Linked DNA regions of Sus scrofa: region 1 is linked to region 2. A link is a contact called in public Hi-C data. All regions are on one chromosome and are shown on one strand. Each heading gives the region's core, a stretch centred on a gene start, on an enhancer-like site or on the middle of the called end of the contact. The rest is flanking DNA. Distances are from core to core; before and after follow the strand shown.

Region 1 (5,415 bases), core at 1,531-4,030, 600 kb before region 2:
TAAAGATAAAATCATTTATCTTTATTTTAAAACAAAATTAATGATTTGAAATTAATAATTCAGGAATAACCCAAAGTCACTCACCTAGAAGCTGGTAGCCATGGGGTTTGAACTCTGGCTGTCTGGCTCCAGAGCTATCCCTCTCAGCCAAAACCCTACTCCTGGAGTGCTATACACAGAGCATATGTTCAGCAGGTATCCTTTTGACCAAGGCAAATAAACTTATCACCAACCTGAGCGCCAGCTGTGGGAGAATTTAAACAAGTCTAGGATTTTACAAAAGTTTTAAGAGGATTCGATTAGTCTCTTTCTATAACAGGGGTTATTATTGATGCTGGCGATTCCTCGGCATACAGACATAGCTCTGAGTCAAGGAGATTACATTTCATCTGTGGCCCAACAAGGAAAACTTCATTGCCTGCAGAATACTCGGCAATTATAATTTTCATGGCCACCTGCCTAAACTTACCTGTCCGATCACTCGGCACCCTCCTTCACAGAGCCGTGAAAATAAAATGATAACCAAATTGTAAGCTGTTTCAGGAGGATAAATTAGTTGCCTCGCTCTTTGCACTGTGCCTGGCACAGACATTTGGTTTCCAGGATAGATAATTCAGTGAGGAATGATGTTTCCTCTTGGTCTTTATCTCCTAGTTTTCCATTTTCCAGCTCTCTTATTTCAATATCATATGAAGGTTACACATTTTCACTTGTGTCCTGGCTTTTCATTCAAAGCCCCTGTTATGCAGTTAGCCTTTGGTAATTGAGAACAAAAGGGAAGAAATTACTTATGTGGCCTGGGCCATCTCAAGTAATACCTTGGAACGAGATAATCTATGTGGAAAGGCAGTGAAACTGAGCGGCTGAGAATGTGGGCTCTGGAATTAGTCTGCCTTGGATGGAATCCTGAATCCATCAGTTTGTACGATCTTGTGCAAATTGCTTCTTCTTCTTCTTCTTTTTTTTTTTTTTTTTGGTCTTTTTTTTAGGGCTGCACTTGAGGCATATGAAGTTTCCCAGGCTGGGTCTAACCGGAGCTACAGCTGCCAGCCTACGACACAGGCACAGCAATGCAGGATCTGAGCTGTGTCTGCGACCTACACCACAGCTCATGGCAATGCCAGATCCTTAACCCACTGAGCAAGGCCAGGGATCAAACCCAACTCCTCATGGCTTCTAGTTGGACTCATTAACCTTTGAGCCACTAAGGGAACTCCAAATTGCTTCATATTGACTTCTCTATGCCTCCATTTGCTCATCTGTAAAGTAAGAATAATAATGGTGACTACAACATAATTTCATTGCAAAAATTAAATGAGAGGATGCAAAGGGCTTTACTTTTCTTCCTTTCTTTTTTTTTTTTTTTTTCCAAGGACCATCACCTGCGGCATATGTAAGTTCCCAGGCTAGGGGTGGAATCAGAGCTACAGATGCTGTCCTATGCCACAGCCACAGCATGCGGGATCCAAGCTGTGTCTGCTACCTACACCACAGCTCACAGCAATGCCAGATCCCCAACCCACTGAGCAAGACCAGGGATTTAACCCGCATCCTCATGGATACTAGTCAGATTCATTACCCGCTGCACCACAACCGGAACTCCCCAAAGAGCTTTTCATGGTGTTTGGCACAGAAGTGATCAACAAACATTAGCTGTTAAATTTCGAGGCTCCTGTAACCAAAGACCTGTTAACCATCCAATGCATATGTACCCCCTCATCTGAGATGACAGGCAATGTGGAAGCAGAGAAGAATCCAGGTCAAGAAATGTGCATGTGTCTTGGAGTACATGGCATATAAATTGCCTGGCAAGGAATAAATTGGTTGGATTTGACTTGGGGGCAAAAAAGAACATTTTCAGGTTCAATTCTATAAATATGCATCATTTCCTATGAGACTATAAGGAATCTGGTCTCTGGCATGGATAATTTAATTAATAATACTTCTGATAATAAACTTTAAGAGTAAAAATCGTTTCAGTTATGCATGTTGGTGGCATTCAGGAAGAGAGATGTACTTTTTTTTTTAATGTAACCGGAAGATCTCAAAGGATACTTGTCAGGATCTCAGAGCTAAGAATCAAATTTACTACTGACAGAGAGGTAACAGGTGAAGCTACAGAACAGCTAAGAATACACAGAAAGATGATGCAAAACAAAGGCCAAAGGGAGGAGAATGATTGGGGGTGGGGGTCATGGAAAGGGGCCTTGTATCAAATATTACAGAGGAAGGGAACTGGTGCCACCAGATTTAGTAATTAGGACATCATTGATAAGTCAATATTTTAGTATAGTAGCTATATCTGAAGTTATATTTTAAGGAGTTGACGAGTGTATAAATGGTGAAAAGCTGAAACTCACTTTTCAGGAAATGATGCCAAAAGGTAAAAAGGAGACTAATTTGACTTGTCTGAAGACTACAAACACCCAAATTCATCTTTGGCGGGGAGGAGCAGGGACAGAAACCCTTATTTCCATATCCCCAGACCTTGGATTAGAGACATGTATAATAAATGCTTATTCAATGAGGGCATCTTAACTTGAAATTAACAATCTACTGATTACAAAATATACTTAGCATGTAACAACTTTTATTACAGTGGCAATGTGCCTCATCTAACTAGGACTGTTCTTTAGAAATAAGCATTTAGATTTGGGGGGGGGGCAGTGGTGAGGAGGGGAGGAGAGACCTTGCACTGGGCATGCTGTGATGACTATGGCTTCTGTAACTTGCCACCAGGGTAGAAGTGCTGGCCAACCACCCCTTAGGACTTGTAAATGACCTGTGGCACTTGGCTGCTCTCAGAGCACTAACTGTCATTCTTCCTTTCAGTTAATGAAGAACTGTCACAGACTTCCGATCGCCAACACAATCACGAGGCTGGCTCTTCCCTGAACCAGAGAAAGAAACGGACGTGACTGTTGGGGACTGATCAATGGCTAAAGCACAGTACGTTTCTACTGGTCAGAGAGCCACGGTCACTGGCTTAGCAAATAAAGTAGGTTAATAAACCAGAACTACAGCAAAACAGGAAGAATACTAAGATGCTTGCTCTGAACCATATTGGAAAGTGGCAGCTATTATCCAAGAGGAAGGCTATGAGACTCAGCTTAAATAGCAGTTCTTCAGAGAGTCCCAAGAAAGTAAGATTTGTTGGATGTTCTCTATGAACTGGATGTGTTGTAACTTTTTAATTTTTATAGGACCATGTCTGCTCTGAAGGGCATTATTTTCAAAATAAAATTCTTAAGTGTCATTATTATATAATCCCGTGGAAGCCCACATTATTGGAGGTGGAGGAAACTCTGGTAGAGATCAAATGAATACTCAAGGATGAATGCCTATGGATTCCCGCTAAGTTCCTACTTCCTCCTCTTGCAGCTCAGCAATGCTTAAACGACACCTTTTCAGGCATTATTTCTGGTTCTTGGTCTGCTTCTTGCCTTTTCCCAGTTGCTGTCACAAGTCCACTGTCACTGTGGGACTCCACAAAACAAGCAGTCTTCTGATACTAGGTATGGGTCACCGTGAAAGTAGTTTTCAGTGTGACACAACTTGGAAATACTGGTAATTTGGTGGGACAAAGGATACAATATCCATGGAATTCAGAGGGAGAATAATAACAAGACTTTGCCTCTAAAACCGAAACATCGGGGAGATGTTTTTAACTATAGAAAGAAGTCAACATTTCACTAACAGATTTCTTCTTTCGGTGGGAACTCCAAAGGGCCAGCATAGATAACCGACAAGAAACATTTAATTCAAAGTAGTTGTTCAAATAGTTTGTAATTACTACTGTGTTCTTCAGTTTTCTACTTAACAAAAGATACTTACATCTAAGTGTAAGTCTGGTTACATCCTAACGTTGGCATATGAATCTAATAGGCTATTTATTAGACTGATTATAAAATATAAGTTCCAGTAAGAAATGCACAGACTTCTGTAGTGTCATACGAACTTGCAAAAGATCCCACGGACGACTCAAAGCAAGAATGCAAATATCCAACACCAGATAATTTCTGTTCGCTCCCCCCGACCCTAAAATTCTTAATATGTATCCAGTGAGTTTTTAGCCTCCATTCTCACTTCTTGCATAATATAAAACTCACTGTTCAACTGGAGACACTCATTTCCATGGTTTATTGCATTTGATTACAATGGAAATGTCTGCTGGGGCTTCCAGACCGAGGTAATTTAGAATAACAGTGTGCGTGCCATATGGAAGAAATAACAATATTCTTGAAGTTCTGGGAGGGATCTTTTTTTATCCTCTGGTGGAAATCAACCTATGTAAAAGCGCTTTCTCTGAAAGAAGGTGCGAAAGGATGCATCGTATTCCCAGCTGCCAGCCAAATCTGTGGTTTGGACACCACCGTTTGTTCCACCTTCTTCTGGAAACGGGCACTCTGGAAGCCTGACTGTGGACTCTGGTGGAGGCATTCCACCACCGCTGCCTTACCAGGGAAAATGCACCTCAGCTACCATGGTAACAGAGGAGCCCTAAGCACCCATGTTTCCAGCGATAAGCATAACCAAGTCATTTAAGCAAGACCTGATTCCTTTGCTGCTCTTGCGTAAGATGAGGGTATAAGATATACATACATACATATATATATACACACACGACTGGGTCACTTGGCTGTACAGCCAAAATTGACAGAACATTGTAAATCAACTATAATAATTTTTTTTAAAAAAGATGAGGGTATAAGGAATTTCCAGTGAAATCATGAATAGAATCATGAATGGTTTTTACATGTATAATTTTCCCATGGAGAGACCACGTCCAAGGGTTTCACTACCATCTGCTTGAAGGCACTACTACTGGATTTGCTGGGTCCCTCAGACAGCACCACCAATCCACCTGCACCATCGTACCTTTGCCCTCCACAGGTTCAGGGTCGGTGTAAGATCTCCTTCCAGCATGTGCTGCCTGGCTTCTCTTCATCGCTGCTGCCACCTAAACCAGGCTGGTGGTCTCCTTACATTATCCAATACTCTGTTCCAAATGCAATGCTCCAAAGCCTTTCAACAGGGGCCAAAAACATTCCTACAACCCTAAGTGGCCTCACCTCAAAAGTTCCTAACCCAATTTCTAATATTCTAGTATCTGTGAGAACTCCCAATTCTGCTTCCCTGACTTGAGACCTTCAAAAAAACCCACATCAATGGGTGCTCTAAGTTCTGTTACATAGCCACTTATTCAATGAAAAAAAATTTTTTTTACAGCATTAACCCAAAGTTGTTAGTCCATATTATCTTTCTGTCTCAGCTGTTAGTCAATATTGTCTTTCTGTCTCTGGTTAACTGCATGGGTAATTTAGAATGTGGCACCGAGACACCACCAGTCCATGACCACTTCCTCATATTCTGAGCTTTTACATGTTGACAAAACAGAAAATGGGCCATGGAGGG
Region 2 (5,261 bases), core at 377-2,876:
GCAGAATATTAGTAGAATGAATACTCATGTAAAGATGTTGAAGCAGTAGGTGTTTTGTGAATGTTACAGTTTTGTGTTTCAGATAATTCTTGGATCTTTAATTTTTCCTGAGCCTTTTACCGTAAATCTTTCAATAAGTTATTTTGGAATTTTGAAACCCTTTGGAGTTTTCTCCATGCCAGTTAAAATAGGTATCCCATTCTGTCTGACTTGGGAGTACTTGCTTTCAAATGCCCTTTTAAATAACCAATCTTGTCTAACTGGAACATTCTTCATAAGGCCATTGTAATTCTAGGTTGTCTTCAGTAAATTGATGCATGCCCCTAAAGAAAGATCATAATTTTTTTTAAAGCATAAAATTGGCTAGGGTTCCTAAAAGGGGAAGGGAGGGGGTAACTTTAGAACATTTAGATGACTGAGATCTCATTTTTGGAGTTTTCCTGAGAACAAAGAAAAAATTTCTACATAACTTATGCCTTGGGACTTGGGTATTTTTTGATAGTATGTTTTTCATGGGATACTTCTTTTCCTGGTAGATGGCCTTGGCCTTACTTGAGCCATGCCCCGGTGTTTCTCCTTGCAGGGAATTTTTCTTGCAGATGGCTAGTGACCTGTTGTGAAACTTGCTCACCCATGACCACTATAGGTCTTTTTTTTTTTTTTTTTTTGCCACATTCATGACGTGTGGAAATTCTCAGGCCAGGGACTGAACCTGCACCACAGTAGCAACCCGGACTGCTGCAGTGACCATGGGGGATCCTTAACCCGATTCACCACAAGGGAGCTCCATTTGTAATGATGTCCCTTTTAATCTCCTATGTTTATTTTTGCCAGTGCACTTAAAAGAAAAATTTCTTCCTTTCCTACACAAAGAGTGGTCTGTTATTGACTTTTGTACTCCCTTGCTTTTGTACCTAACCATGTATCCTGGTAATCTCTCCACAGTGTGTTATTTCTATCCTTTTCTAAGGGTATAGAAAGTCTCTCTTATAGTCTTCATATATTGAGTTTTTTAATCCAGCATCTCTTGAATAGTCTCATTATGTTTAGGAACTATGTAGCCTCACAAGGGTAGATACTGAGACCAGGCAAATTGATTCCCACATCTCCCCACTCCTAGCATCCCCCTTGCAAAAGTGCATTGTCATATTTCTTGGGTCCCTCCAATCAGGCTGAACTGGCAGTGAGCCCTGGGGGAAGGCAGTTCTGCATGATACCTCTTATGATGACCTCGGTGGCAGCAGGATTGTGAGGCTTCTGCGTGGTTCCCGGTGCAGATGCGTCATGGGTGACTATGGCGTTTGCAGATGTGATAAAGTCCACTCGACGGCATCAGGACAAACAGTAGCATCTGGTGCTCTGTGGCAGCAGTCACCGTGAGGACCCCCTTGTCAGGCCCCCTCTGTGGGCATGTTTGAGGTCTTGTTCCCAGAAACAGCCTTGAGTGGCTTTCCAGCCCTCTCTGCATTTCTCTGAAGCTGCCTGGGATCCTTTTAATAAATTCCTTTCTCAGCCTAATTGGCCAGAGTATGCTTTCTTTGCTTACAACTAGGAACTCTGACCTAAATCCTCTTTATGAAAAGATAATGACTTTAATGATTAAACAAGACTAAATATAGAGAGTGAGAAAAAGGAGTGTACCATCTGCCCTCACTTCATCTGTAATAAATTATCTTTGACCCACTCTCTCTAAGCCTGTCCTCAATATTTCTATTATCCTCATTATTCTGCTTTAAAAAAAAAAAGCAAACAAGTTTTGAATTCTATGTTTTGCTTCCTCATTGTGTGCCAGGATGGTAAGTGGAAGTGGTGAACTGCAGGTTAGCCCTCAACCAGTGCCAGCATTTCTCAGGGTCCGTGGCCCTTCTCCTCTTGTTGTGGCAGCAAAGATGGCTTTGAACATGACTACTCTCAAGACAGGAAAGGTAAGAGAGGAGTCGAATGGCTGACTTTGGGATCTCTACAGAGATTCTTGTGAACTTCTGGGTAAGGGAGATGTTGATTTTTTTTATTTTTTATTTTTTGATTTTTAGGGTCACGCTCATGGCATATAGGCTAGGGGTCTAATTGGAGCCACAGCTGCTGGCCTACACCACAACCACAGTGATGTTGATCCGAGCCACATCTGTGACCTATACCACAGTTCATGGCAACACTGGATCCTTAACCCACCAAGAGAGGCCAGGGATCGAGCCCGCAACCTCATGGTTCCTAGTTGGGTTCCTTAACCCTTGAGCCATGACAGGAACTCCCCAAAGAGAGATGGTAATCTTCAAAACATAATTTTCAATTTCAAGAGCCAGTATTTGAAGGTCCCAGTATTTGAAGGTCCCAAGAAATGTGATTATTTCATTTTCAGAAGTCTGAAAATCTTATCTTCGAATGTCAAGAACAAAATCAGGAGAAATTCACACATTAATGTTTGCACCAAGAGGCACTGAGAAGAAAGAGGGCTACCATGGGGGAGGTTTGGGTTTTCTCCCACTTCTAGAGAAGATGTGGCTGAGTGGATCCGTGGACCCGAAGATTCCTTGGGGTGGTGCAGTAGGAGAGAGCTTTGTGGATCTTGCTGCCTAAAAGCAGAGGGGTCCGGGGCAGCGGCCACCAAGGGACTAAAAGACCATTAGCATCAGCAGCATGTGTCCACAGAGACGTGGCCACGTGACAGACTCTCGCCTGCCCCTGATGCCATGATCCTAGCTGAGCATGGTTAAACTCACTGCCTGGAATATGGGATCTAACGAATCATGTTCTCCTATTGTTATCACATTGTTATGAACAGGCTGGAGCTCTTCTTGGGCACGGCTGGAACCAAGCGCTTGCTTAATGAAGTTACGCTAGGCTACCGAAAAGAGGGACTGGCTGACTCCTGAGAGGACAGGGGGCACGGCAGTGTGCTGAGCACACTCAGACCTCCAGCAAGGGTCAGAGATGAGAGTGAAAGAGAACACTGGGCTCTGGGAGGCCAGGCACCCTTCACCGGTGCCTCTCCCGGGCTCTGATGTTGAAGGAGCTGTAGTCAGGCTGCTTACATTCAGGAGGGAGAAGAGGGGTCCTGGGAGGTCCGTGGTGCAGAGAGAAGATGTCGCACCTCAGACACAGATCCGGGAAAGCCTGATGTGACCTGGATGAGACCCATAACCAGGGACGTAATTTTCTCCTTCTTCCCTTGTGTTCTCCAGCCCAGAGTGGTCTTGGATGCTTTCCACGACTCCCCTCTTCATGCCTAAGCATCCCCTGACCCTGAGACCCCCCCCCAAATCTGGGGCCTCCACCTGGCTCCTTGACCCCCACTGCTTTTGTTTTTCATCACTTGATTCCTTCCCGCCAATCTAGAAGGCTCAGGCTACTTTTACGGTTCACATACAACTTTATTAAAAAAAAAAAAAAGTGGGAGTTTATTTTCCTTTCCTTATAATAGATTGTAAACTCCTTTGAGACAGGGAACCCACCTTCTACAAGGTGCTTTATATGATGGACTAGGCAAACAGGGGAGGATTTCCAAATGTTGCCTGATGGACATCTGGTCCCCTCCATTCTGATGGGAATGCTGACGCCTCTGTCCTCAGCGTCACAGGGGAAAATTACAAATAGCACTAGATGTTCCAAACGTGTTTGCTTTTCTTTCCCAAGAGGACTACTTTGTGCTTCCCTAAGTCGTTCCACTTGGTGGCTCACCCAGCTATAACTGTCCAATAAACTTGTCTGGCAAACGACCTCATAGAAGCTGACGCTAATAACCTCGAGGACAAACCAGGATTTCTGGCTTCGCCTGTTGACTTCAAGTACCTGGAGCACTTGTTCATGTTTTCTTGACTTTGTTCCACATTTAATTTTCTTAAAAGATGCTGTATTAACTGGAAAATTCATGGGGTTTAATAAGATGATAATGTAGAATACTTAACACAACTTTGACAGCAAGCAAGCTCTCTCAGTGTGAGCTAAGCTTATTACCCCATCGACAGAGAAATCATTGTATTCATTCTCTCTCCGGTAACCATACATGACACAATAGGAGAAAGCAACGTCTAGGTGGTGGTTCTTTTTGCTTGACACATATTTTAAGGTTTGCCCCCTCCTGCTTTCCCTGCATTTTCTACGTTCTAAAATGGTCACAAATAGTAGCACAGTAAGAACTGCATGAAAAGAAGCTGCATGCTCTGTACATTATTCATGGCCTCCGTTACCCACAAAGGGCTGGCCTAGTTTTCTCTCTCCACAGGGACGTTGCACACAGCCCACGGTCCGTGTGACTGTGAGCACTCATGGCAGGTAATATTTTATTTAGCCGACTCCAGACATCCACACAACCCTCAAACTTGGTAAGAAAGCTGAAGCCCCTCTTGGGAAATTGATTTTCAGGAAATGTGCTGCCTGTTCCAATAGGGTGCCCACTCTGAGATGGTACTTCAAAGGACCCTATCATGGGATTCAAGTTAGTGAAATGTGCACACGAGATGTTTTCCTGGATTGAACTTGCTTCTCCTCCACTCAAGGAGGTACTGTTACCTTTTCCTACGAGGGAGCTTTATTTATTTAGGGCCACACCCTTGGCATATGGAAGTTCCCAGGCTGGGGTCGAAATGGAGCTGCAGCTGCCGGCTTACACCAAAGCCATAGCAATACTGGATCTGAGCTGCATCTGCCAGTTATGCCACAGCTTGCAGCAACACCGCATGCTTAACCCACTGAGGGAAGTCAGGGATCGGAGCCGCATCCTCAAGGACATTATGTGGGGTTCTTAACCTGCTGAGCCACAGTGGGAGTGGCTCTTAGATGAAGAGGCTGGTGTCTTTATTGGCTGATTTATTTATTTTTAAAATTTTATTTTATTTTTGGGGGGCCACACCCACAGCATGCAGAAGTTCCCTGGCCAGGGATCGAACCTGTACCACAGCAGTAACCAGATGTCCATATCTACATATCCATGGCTCCCAGCTTGCATGACGGCACCAGGATAGGGGGTTTAAAGGTGTCCAGGATGACCAGGTAGCCCTGCTGTGGTCATGAGGGCATTCTAATGCTCTTCCTTCTTCCAACTGACATTGTTTAAGAGAAGGAGCTCCAAGCCCTACTTTCTAGTTGATAAAAATTAATTTATCTTTTATTTATTTATTTTTATTAACAAATTTTTTATTGAGGTTCACACTGTGGCTCAGCAGTAATGAACCCAACTAATATCCATGAGGACACAAGTTCAATTCCCAGCCTTGCTCACTGGGTTAAGGATGCAGCCTTGCCATGAGCTGTGGTGTAGGTTG

What was found. Hi-C and Micro-C count contacts between places; a contact is called where the count stands out from the background.
Region 1: a Hi-C map of liver shows a contact between it and region 2, with 9 times the contacts expected there. The contact joins two enhancer-like sites. A contact is called at or near these places in 1 of 5 promoter capture datasets (liver) and 3 of 47 Hi-C or Micro-C datasets (all in liver).

What each region holds. Positions count from the first base shown.
Region 1 is chr1:32,636,021-32,641,435 of Sscrofa11.1, reverse strand. SMLR1 (small leucine-rich protein 1) reads left to right here. Exons shown (of 4, transcript XM_003121205.3): 4 at 2,833-3,267. The coding sequence ends at 2,918. Among named protein-coding and RNA genes, the nearest start is that of SMLR1, 69 kb to the left of the region's middle. Within about 2 kb of position 2,780, at least 4 of the 83 cell types and tissues checked have an H3K27ac peak or open chromatin away from gene starts, as enhancers often do. A contact at or near this core is called in liver, where this site is marked.
Region 2 is chr1:32,035,581-32,040,841 of Sscrofa11.1, reverse strand. LOC106508846 (a long non-coding RNA gene) reads left to right here. Exons shown (of 6, transcript XR_001305923.2): 5 at 1,793-1,925; 6 at 2,034-4,583. Among named protein-coding and RNA genes, the nearest start is that of ARG1, 18 kb to the right of the region's middle. Within about 2 kb of position 1,626, at least 2 of the 83 cell types and tissues checked have an H3K27ac peak or open chromatin away from gene starts, as enhancers often do. A contact at or near this core is called in liver, where this site is marked.